2 separate regions of the Rattus norvegicus genome follow, and region 1 is linked to region 2. The links are chromatin contacts, called in public Hi-C maps. All regions are on one chromosome and are shown on one strand. Each heading gives the region's core, a stretch centred on a gene start, on an enhancer-like site or on the middle of the called end of the contact. The rest is flanking DNA. Distances are from core to core; before and after follow the strand shown. Region 1 overlaps C5 (complement C5). Region 2 holds the start of Phf19 (PHD finger protein 19).

What was found. A called contact is a pair of places that touch in the nucleus more often than the background predicts.
Region 1: a Hi-C map of the Rat2 cell line shows a contact between it and region 2, with 2.2 times the contacts expected there. The contact joins the enhancer-like site here to the promoter of Phf19 in region 2.

The regions. Positions count from the first base shown.
Region 1 is chr3:38,663,242-38,668,678 of GRCr8, reverse strand. It overlaps C5 (complement C5), which reads left to right. Exons shown (of 41, transcript NM_053020.1): 41 at 12-505. The coding sequence ends at 150. Among named protein-coding and RNA genes, the nearest start is that of Traf1, 30 kb to the right of the region's middle. Within about 2 kb of position 1,613, at least 15 of the 93 cell types and tissues checked have an H3K27ac peak or open chromatin away from gene starts, as enhancers often do.
Region 2 is chr3:38,590,018-38,595,662 of GRCr8, reverse strand. Phf19 (PHD finger protein 19) reads left to right here and starts at 1,809. Exons shown (of 15, transcript NM_001106570.1): 1 at 1,809-1,853; 2 at 4,058-4,243; 3 at 4,660-4,741. The coding sequence starts at 4,064.

The sequences.
Region 1 (5,437 bases), core at 364-2,863, 73 kb before region 2:
TGCCTTCCTAGGTATATATACCCTCTAGATTCCTCCACCTGGATTGAATATTGGCCCACAGACACAACGTGTCCATCCTGCCAAGCGTTTGTAGCTAATTTGGACGAGTTCGCTGAAGACATCTTTCTAAATGGCTGTGAAAATGCCTGAGGAAGTTCTGCTGCGTGGCCTTCCCGGGTACTCCTGTTGGTGGCTCCTAGGAGCCAGGATCGCTTGGAAACTTAGCCTAGAATCGGATACATTTTCTTTATAGTAAAGCGTAAGTTGAAGAGTTACTTTGTGAAACAAAATAGCCTTGTGGAGAGCCGAAGGCAGGTCCCCCAAGGCTATTGGACATCAGCACCAATAAGCTGGAACAAGTCTGTAACGTTAGCAGCCAGGGGTGTTTGTTGGGGCCGGAAGAAGAGACTCACTGAAATTGTAGCCCCTTAGGAAAACATGGTCTTGCTTGAAAAAAAAAATACCAAGGACAGAAAATGCCATAAAAGCTTGACTTTGCACTCAACTGTATTGAAAATGGTGTTATTTTATGCTCGTTCAGCTTCAGGCACACCCGAGGGTTGAGAGGGAGCTGTCAGTAGAGGTCCCTGGACCCTGGAAGGCCCTGACCTCCTGAGCAGGCAGGGGAGTTGTTCCCTGCTCCTGCTTTCTTTGTGTCCCTGATAGAAAAGCTTTCTGCTCTCCCAGCTGCCTCTTCCTCTCAGTATCCATTTCCCCTGGAACTTACTCCTGCCAGTAATTGCTCTACCAGAAGGCAGACCCCAGTGCAAAAGCCCGGTGAAAGGAAACCAAGACTCACGAGACTGTCATTCTGGCCCAGACCTACTCTCTCTTGGATCCTCAGTCTGTGCTGTATACAAATGACTTATACAGGGGTTAGATTTCGAGTGACATTGTGTGTAGCACTTTAGGTCTCAGGAGTTCGCATAGATATCCCCATCCAGCGGCTTGAGAGTCTCACAAAATACAGGATGCTTATAAGCACCATTTTAGAGTTGCCAAAGTGGAGGCTCCAAAACATAAAGCAATTCCCCAGCCTCCCTGAGAGGCATAAACAGATCTAAACCCCAGGGTATCCCGGGTCCACACTCCCACACAGCCCACTGCTCACACGGCTTGATTTTCAAAGATGAAAGCAAATGTAACCAGAGATTCTTAAGCATAGGCTAACTAGTTCCACTGAATTAACATAAGAAATGTGTAACTAGGTCAGCCGACTGGGTAACAAGGACAAAAGGAATCTGCCTTTCACCGCCCCGTCTGTGAGGCTGGCGGGGTTTCATAGCACGTCTCCTTATTGGCAGAGGATTTTCTACTTCCAGGAGCTTTGGGTGTCCCAGCCCACACTGCACAGCATAGGACCACGATGCCAAGCAAGAGTGGAAGGGCTTAGCTAAACCAGCTTTCTCCTGGCTCCTGCCTCTTCTCGCTGAGGGTAGGAAGGCCCTGCTTCCTCAGCACAGACCTCCAGGCCGTTAGGCTTCTGTCCCCAAGTGTGGTGGCAGATAGATCAGACCACAGTCACCAGATGAAGCCACCAATGCAGCTGAACTGTTGATAGCGTGTGAGCTGCTCCTCTTCTACCCCGGCCCCTTCTGAGCACGCCTCCTTTAGTCACTCCAGACTCAGCCAAATCCTGACTCAGCCTGCCCTTCTCCTCCTCCAAGGCTCCTGCACCCCTGCCGTGACTTAATCATATAGAATTGTGTAGCATGTGCCTCCCTGAATCCATCATGAGCTCCACATCGGCAAGTGTACCTGTCTGGCCGGAACAGTCCTCTGAGTGGGGAGTGAGGATGATTATAAGAAAGACAGAAAGGAAGACTCAGACACACAAAGGTTAGAAATCGGGAGGGCTGTCCAGTCAGTACTGCGGTTGAATTCTCTCAGACTCCACATAGCCCACAGCATCATGGGAAACAAAGCCACAAGCTAACAGAAACAATTTGCTTACATGTGCGCAAGATATTCCTTCCCATCCCAAAGGCCTCTTTCCACCAAGGTCAATAGAATCTTCAGCCCCTAGCATTGAGTTTCAGGTTCGCCCCTCTTAGAATTCCATGTCTCAGCAGGCAGGGGAATCTGCCAGCAGGCCCCGACCTGCCTTGTCTCTCTGTCTCTGTCTCTGTCTCTGTCTCTGTCTCTGTCTCTGTCTCTGTCTGTCTCTCTCTCTCTGTCTCTCTCTCCCTCTCTCTCTCCTCTGTCTCTGTCTGTCTCTCTCTCTCTGTCTCTCTCTCCCTCTCTCTCTCTCTCTCTCTCTCTCCCCCTCCTCTGCTTCAGAAAAGTGGCAAAATGGCTCCCAGTAGGCAAGGTCGAGCATTCTCTTTGCCTTAATTCGAGTATCTGGCACAATGCCAAGAACTTGACAGGATCCGGGAAGCTCTTGCTTGTGGGCTATCCTGCAGATACATGTTGAAGAATGTGAAGATCCAAGTTCTAGGCTCAGCTTTGCCCCTAACTGGTTTAATCTCTCTGACAGACTAAAAAACAAGGGGCCTGGATGCTTCTCTCTATAGAGCTAAAATTACCTAACAATCTCATGATGAGAAACAGGAAACAAAACCAAAGGCATGCATGCATGCATGCACGCAGCCCTGGGGTGTGTGCTTCAGAGAGCTGAAGGTGTGTGCTGTCCATAGCTTCTGAGAGAAGGATGTGGGGACCTAGGGAGGTGAAGAGGCACAAGGGTCTTCAAAGCAGAGGGCAGACACATAAGCAAGTCACTCCAGAGGTTAGCCAGACTATCAGTGGTTTCCATAGAAGAACTCAATGATATCATTACGCTGGGCAACACAGAAGCAGCTCATCCAAGTTCTGGTTTAAAATCTTCTTTTACCGCAAATGTGTCCAAAAGTAACTCTTAGGAAAAGTGTTAAGTAAAAGTCTAGATTTTTTTTCTTAAGGAAAAACCAACTTGACACATAAAATAGTTGAGATTTAAGAAGTTCACCATAGGTTGGGCAGATGGCAAAGTCAGGAGAACTTAATTCCCAGACTCTGTGCAGACCTGGGAGTCGGGGCATACACTTGTAACCCCACAAGTGGGGACAGGTGGGTTAACAGAGCTCTCTGGCCAAACCATCCTTGTTTGGTGACTCTCAGACCATGTTGAAGAAGAAGGAGGAGGAGGAAAAGGAAGAAGAGGAAGAGGAACAGAAGGAACAAACATATTACTTGATCATCTTTGCCTCGGCCTGGACTCAAGCTTCTGTAAACAGGCAACTCAGGTCACGTGGCCTCTGTAGTGCAAACCCAGCTGGGGACAGCACTTAGGGAGGATGTGGATTTGACCCTTGGGCAGTGGTATATCCCTCCTTGACCATGTCGATCAGCAGGAGGCAGAGTCTGAAAAGCAGAAGCTAATCGGTGAGCTATTGTGCTTAAGAAAGCTCACCTCTCAGAAACCAGCAGACAGATCAAGGAGACTCCGGGTGGAAAAAGCCAACTGAGGCACGGGAGGGATGCAATTGTCTAGAAAGAGAGAAACTGAACAGACTGAGGGTGGATAAGGCACTCTCAGTGGGAGGGGTCCACTGGAGTTCCTCAACATGAATTTAAAGAGGGACTGGTCAGCCTGGGTTCTGGGACGTGTCTAGCCACGTTCAGAGTCTAAAGCTATACACCATGCAGTCAGTTTAACGGGGAACGATTGTCGTTGGGTAGAATCTATTGACTTTGCTGAGGAAGAACGCAGCATGGGGACACATTAGCAAAGACTTATGGGATTTGGGCTGTGGTGGGGGATGATTCAAGAAAGCAGAGCTTCTCTCTAGGCTGAATACAGGAGCAATCCTACAGTGGGTATCTTGACACTCTTCTAATTTAAAAAAAAAAAAAGGATGCCTTTGGGTCTCAATGAGCCAGAAAAGGGGAATGTGGTAGTCTTGTGGTTTAGGCAATGTTCTTTTTTATTCTCTGATCAAACATGATGGCAGAGGTACTCTTTCTTTTTTTTTTCTTGATGCTTTTTGTCTGGCCTTGGCATTCTGTGACACAATATTACAAGGAACACTGTAGCCTGACCTCACACACCAGGCCAGCTCCTACAGACACCAAGGCCAACGCCAACGTCAAGGGCCGCTCTCCTCTCTCACACACAGTTTCAGAGGTGCCCCTGAAAGGCCGTGCAGAGGCCTCACAGAAGTGAAAACCCCTGTCTCAAGAGCTGACTATTTAGTAGCTGAATCGGAAGGTCCCTAAAGACACAAGACTGGGTTAAGTTTCTATGGACTTTTTCCTACACCTGAGACTGGTTCTATAGAGTGAGTGTGACGAGAATCTATTTCCAGTGACATGATCTTTCACTTTGATGGGGAAACCGAGATGCACCTTTACAGGACTAGAGAGATGACTGAACTGATAATATTCTTGGCTTGCACGCCCGAGAGCCTGAATCTGATCCTCTAAACACACATTAAAACCAGCCTAGCTAGTGCACTGTGTTTTATAAAAAGACCAGAATATGTTTTACAGAGCATAGTACGATGAGCAGTGGGCCCATGCTAAGGCATTGCCTCCTCACTGAGGTATAGAATAGAGTTTATTTAGGAGCTTGGAGGGGGAGTTGAGAAGGAAGGAGAGGGGGTGAGGAAGAGGAGGAGGAAGAGAAAGATGAAGAGGAAGAGGAGGAGGAGGTCAGCCAGGAACACATGGGGAGAGGAGGAAGAGAGGTTAAAAAGGGACTAGGGAGAGAGAGAGAGAGAGAGGACTAAACAGCCCTTTTTATAACAAGCCAGGCCTACCTGGCTATTGCCAGGTAATGGTTGGGTGGAGTCCAGGAGGAATGCCAACATAGCGCATGCTTATAATCACAATGGTGTCTAAACAGGTAGATTGTGGAGGGCTCAAAGTGTAGTCATCAGCCCAGGCAAGTTGGTGAGTTTCAGGCCAGTGAGAAACCATGTCTTGTGGTTTCCGCACACAGATGCTCACGTGTACATATGCAACGCCATGCAGGCACACGAGCACACACAATTAAACAAAACGAATAAAATATTCACCGGGTCAGGACACAAGTCCGAGGCCTCTGACTGGACCCACCATTCTTTCTACCACAAAGATAAGCAGAAGGTTTGAAGCAATCAAATCCTCCCTGGGGAAAAGTATGTCCTTCTGGCCATGTTCAAAGATAACACAGAACTCTCTAGGAAGAACTGAGCTTCCAGTACCCGGGATAACCAAGCGCAGTCCAGATACCACGTTCCAGGAATATTGCACGGGCAGGAGGAAGTAGGCCTTGGCGATGGCCCAGCGTCTTTGTACCTGTGAGGCAGAAGAAGAATAAAGGACATTTTACCTCCTGAGGTCTCAGGCCTCACATCTGACAACTAGAAGAGCTAGTAACTCCCAAGTCGGAGGATTTTTTTTTTTTTTTTTTTTGGTAAGACTTGAATGAGAGCACAGATAACTTACAAAATGATAGGCACGGTCAGAGTTT
Region 2 (5,645 bases), core at 560-3,059:
TAGAATGGGGTATATAAATAAACCTTGGGGGGTGGGGCTGACTAGCTTACCCACAGTCCCTCTGCTCAGAAGCAGAACTGGCCTCAGAGCAACAGTTCCCAAATTATATGCCAAAGGTCTTTGTTCACATTAATGTGTTTCCCCCGTACTGGCTTCCTCACCGGACTGCAGGCCCCAATTCCCTTACTTGCCTGTGTGCTCTAAGCCAGTTGTAGCCCTACACGAGAGAACGGTGGATGGATACAGATGGGACAAAGTTCACTATTTACCTTCTGCCCACCTATGGGGTGACAAGGACTTAGTATACAGCGCCTCTAACCATCCCAACAGCTGGACAACAAGTGACGCAGAGTCTCACATCCAAGAATAGGTGGCGCCAGCCCATGAGCTACAGAGACAGGCTTGCTCTGTTGTCTCTGCCTCTGGAATCCTAAAGGTGCCTCTGGGCAGCCTCGGGCTCGTGACAGAGCTTCCTGGACAGAGGTGTTATCTCTGCAGAAGGCAATGTGTAGCTATGCCTTCCTAGGCTGGAAGATCCTGTCTGGTGGGGCTGCTACCAACTTCCTTTCCAGGCTCAGCCAAGGGAGACAGATGCTCAAATTAACCAGATTCTGCTGTGGGTCAAATCCCCAGGAAGACCAGAGAAGCAGGAAGACCCAGGGGAAAGGGGGGATGTGGACATGTGAAAGAGGATTCCTATATCTCAAGCTGGGGGGCGGGGGGAAGAAGGTGGAAGGCAGGCAGGCGCTGCAGGTCAGACTGCCCACCACGCAGGAAGCAGAGGACCAGTGTGGCCCCTGGAAAATGAACAGGGAAGGCTCTGGGAAGGAAAAGCAGTACACAACCACACCAAGAATGCAAGCATTCCAGCAGGGTGTGCCTGCAGGGGGCCTTGCTAGCAGGTGCAGTGGGCAGTCCAGACCGAAAGCAGAGATGCGGGTAGTGGGTGTTACCAGTGTTATCTCCAGCCCTGGCGCCAAGAGTGAGTCTGGTTGAGGACACTCTGTCTTTTCTCCTGGAGGGAGGGAGATCTTATCTGACTGGAGCCATATCCACAAGATCTGTCTTAGGTCTGCCCTTTACGTATTTGTCGTGTTTGTGCCCACGGTCTACGTGACTATTTCTCTTACACTGTTATCTCTACAGTGCGTGACTGGCATACTCGAGTGGGTCTTGTGGTCACTGTGTCGGAGCTCTATGCTGCTGACTTGTGTGTGCCGTGCACGCGGTTTCGCGGGAGTCTATGCTGAAGGCAGAGTCATTTTGAGTGTTGTGACTTATGGCACACATATGTGTGCGTGTCCTGTGTCCGATTCTCTTAGGCTTGCCCTGGTCTCCGGGGAGTGACGTGGAGTGTCCGTGCTGTAAGATCAAGGTGTTGGGAGACCTACCCGGGTCCTGAAAGGTCTGGGTGTAGTAGCTGTGCGCGTGTGGTGTGTGTACGCCTGCCCAGCCGTGGGTCTGTGCAGCTGTGTTTCCGCGTGTGCCCGCTCTGCTCGCTGCGCGGGGGCGGCCCCGGGAGGCGCTGCGGGGCCCCGCCGGCCGCGGGCTCCAATGGCAAAGCCGGTGCGGCCCCTGCTAATTACATAAGCGGGGACGTCAATAATTCGCGGGAAAACGCGAAAAAGATGGCGCCCCGCGCCCGGGGGGCCCCTTCCTGAGCGCACCGGCCCCTCCCTCCCTGCGTCCCCTCCTCCCCGCGGCGCCCCCGCCCCGCCCCGCCCCCGCCGAGACCCCTACCCCGGCCCCAGGGGCGGACACTCGGCCGGGCAGTCCTGGGCCGAGCGCACCACCGCCACCGATGTGCTTGGTGGCCAGACTCCAAGTGGGACCGGCTGACGCGCTGCCTCGCGGTAAGTCCCGCGCTGCGGGCGCCCCGGGAGTGTCCGCGTTTCACGCTTCAATCCTGCACACGATCCCTCTCCCAGAAACCTAGATTGAGCCCTACGATCCCCGGGCGGGGGCTGGAGTTCTGAGGAGCTGCGCGCTTGTAGGATGGGAACGGAGATGGAGCCCGAGCGGTACCCTCAGGGCAGCGGGAGTCCCAGCCACATCCCCAGCGCTGGGCAGGATGTGGGTGACAGGTCTCCGTTTGTGGCCGCGTGTCTTTTCTTTTCCATTTGAAGCTATGGAGGGGAGGATAGGCAGGGCATTTGGGATTTTGCTCACGTCCAAAGTCAGGCTACGATAGGCTGGGAGCGGGGAAAGTTTGCAGTTAGAGCAACTGAGGAAAGGAGTGCCTGTAGCTGAAGGGGACACTTTTTGCAAGCTATCCTCTCCCCTGAACACCCTTTTAAAAAGCCAACGGCCGCCCTGGAGAGGCCTCGGCGCATGAATCATCCGCGCTTCCTGCCCCCGCCCGGCCCCGCGCGCCCAGTGCCGCGGATTTGAACTGGACGCCGACGGGAACCCGCAAACAAGCACTTCTGTGCCGATGGGTTTGAATCAGCCAATCACAGCCCGCGGGGGCCCTCTCCAGGAGGATGGAGGCGAGATGGGGGGGCCACCACCCGGGGGCCCAGCACGGCCTCGGGGGCGCAGCGACCCGGCCTGCCCCCAAAATCTCAGTGGGGGAGGAAATGTCAGTTTGTGAACCTGCCGAGGCCGGCCACACTCCAGACCCAGCATGCGGGGATCTCCCAGCTCCCAAAGAGCCAAGTGCCAGGGAGATGGCAAAAAAGTTCTGACTACAGCCCTTACCTGGTGCTTGTTCCTCTGCCCTGGAGTAAAAGATAGGAAGGAGAAGGCAGAAGGAGGTTGATTCCCATCATTTGAAGACCCTAGATCCTGACTATGCCCCACCGCCCCAGGCCCCTCACATGCCCACGTGTATTTAGTTTTACGTATAGGACTGGCACACTGCCATAGACTATCCTACAGTCTCTGAAGAGGCACTCACATGAAAACACACCCGGAGCTGTCTTCTTGTGGGCTGGCAGGGCACCAGGTGCCCAACACCTTAGGCAGAGGGAGGAACCCTGAACAGGAGCGCCCCCCACCATCCCCTTACACTACAACATAAGGAAACTGTATTTGATCTTAGGAGAGTATGTGTGGAGGAATACGACCACGGAGGGGAGAAAGCAATAACTGACCACCAGCGAAGGTTTGGGAAGCCACAAACCTTCTGGAAGGTTCAGATAGAGAAGCTGGGTGCCCTGAGGCTCCCCGTTCCAGGTACCAGGCAGTAGCAAGCAACAGGCTCAGGAAAATAGGCTTGGAAAAGGTGAATGAAATAGCTGATGAGGAAAAATGAGACAAGAGTTGGAAGCAGGACATGATGGGAAATAGGGCAGGATGCTCCAACCACTCTAGGGTGGAGATTCGGAGTTTCTCAGGCCACTGTCCAAAAAGCCCGCTGTGGCAGTGCACTGGTTGGAGAAGTGACCACCACCACGGTGATACCTCTATCAGGAACAGAGAAGCAAAAGGCAGCACTTTAATGAGATGTAGAGAGCCAGATGTGTTAGACTGGTATGGCAATGGCTTAGCTGCTTTGAGCCAATGTGTATGTGGATAAAAGCATGGGCAGGTTTAAATGCCCCAAACTGGTTCCCATGAAGTTATCGGTTAATCGAGAACAGAAAGGGGAATTTCAAAAGGGGGGGGGGGCGCATGGCTATGTTATGCGGTTCCCATGCCACCTCAAGAATTTTCATTGCTAGGTGGGCTTTTCTCTGAAGATGTTTTAGGGGAAACATAACATTTTAAGTGCTTGCTTCCTTGGAACTGAGCACACATATGGGACAAAGCTTCAGCCTCCTGGACATGAGGTGGGGTTCAGATCCCTGGGTCCTTTGCGCCAGGTATGGCGGGAAGATACACTCTCTTAGCAGCATGGTATGGTATAGAGCCTCCTTGACTCCCTGTGAGCCATGGCTGCGCCTCTGGGTCACCAGCCACTTCTTCTTGTATCTCCTGTTTCCCTATCCGTAGAATGAGATAATAATGTCTCCCTCCCAGAGTTGTACTGTCAATAAACGTGTTTGAGAGCCTTACTGGATTTCAGGAGCAGGAAGCAAGATAAATATTGCTCTTTCTCCTCCGGTGTCAGCAGAAGCTGATGGAGACGCAAGCTCTGGAACCAGGGACTCAGGAAGCCTTTGGTGCCACCAGCCCTAACAAGGGGGCCCCGTCTAAGACCAAAAAGAACTTCAAAGACTTGATGTCTAAGGTGACAGAGGGACAGTTTGTGCTATGCCGGTGGACTGACGGGCTATACTACCTTGGCAAGATCAAGCGGGTAAGTCTGCTCTGGTCCTTGGGCCCAGGCTCCTGTGTTTTTCTGCTCATCTCCTTTTACCCCTCATGCCTAAAGCTGAAAGTGGAAGGGACCAGAGCTTGGCTTTGCAGGCTCCAAGTCCTCAGGCACAATGTGGCCCAGCAGGTTCTTCAAAGAACTTAAGCAAGCACCAGACTGGGCAGGGCATGGATGACTCTCTGACCTGCTCTTCGATCCTTAAAAGCATCCCCATTAAGTCGTCCCCTTGTTCCTAAAGGCCATACTCTGAGGTGGGAAACACAGCTCTCCTTCTGGCCTGTCTTCTGAAGCACAAGGCCAAGAGAGACAGAGGAAGACTGAGACCCAGCTCCCCCCTGCTGCTCCCTCCTGCTGCTCCCCCCTGCTGCTCCTCCACATTTCTTCTCTCTTTGCCTCAGGTCAGCAGTCCTAAGCAAAGCTGCCTCGTGACTTTCGAAGACAATTCCAAATACTGGGTCCTTTGGAAGGACATCCAGCATGGTGAGTGTCCAAGTGTCCACTGCCGCTCCCCCATGCCTCTTCTCTGCCTTCAGTTTTGCCCTCTCTGTCACCCCCTTTTTTTTCCTGGCATCTGTTCTAGTCCATGAACCCTAGGCCTTGAGTACTCATCTTGGGCCCGTCTAGAAGTGAAGTGATAATTAAATGTCAACTCCTGGATCTCCTTTCTGAATGCTCACACTTCAAAAGGGAAGCAGGGCAGAGGGAAGAGGAGCTTGGACATTTATTAGCACCAAGAGTGCTTGGACTGGGTCTCGGGCCTGCAGTTTGAGTCCTTCCTGAATGGCATCTGCTACTCTGGGTCTCCTAGAGCTAGAGAGGAGGAAGAGGCCAGAGGAGAGGGAGGTGTCAGTTATAGATTTGAACTGTGTTCCCTATTTGCATGTGAAGAGAACCTGTGGGGGAGGTGGGGGAGGTGCAGTCAAGAAAGCATGAGAGTGGCCGAGCTGAGATGGAGCAGGGTCATCTGTGAGGATGAGAGGGGAGTTGGAGTGAGTACCACCCCTGCCTTCAGATAGCTGACACCGTGTTATAGATATAGCCAGTTGGAGTCATTCAATCTACATTGGACAGATTTGGGGGATCACCAGACATAATACCCATGTGTCTTTATCATGGAACTATGATGATGGCATAGCACCTATGACAGTTGGCATGAGAGAAGATACGTATTAAATATCACTTATCCTTAGCAGAACAGATGTCACCCACTGAGGCAGGTTCTAGGGTCGGATGGACTCTGGACCTCGTCCCCGATCTATCTACTGCCAAGCTACACAGCCTCGCCTCGAGCAGTGATGGCACTTTTCTGAGGCCCCATTTCGTCAGCTGAAAGGAGGAGGCATCAAAAACCCTGGCTTCGCCTGATGGTTGGTGACACATGCGT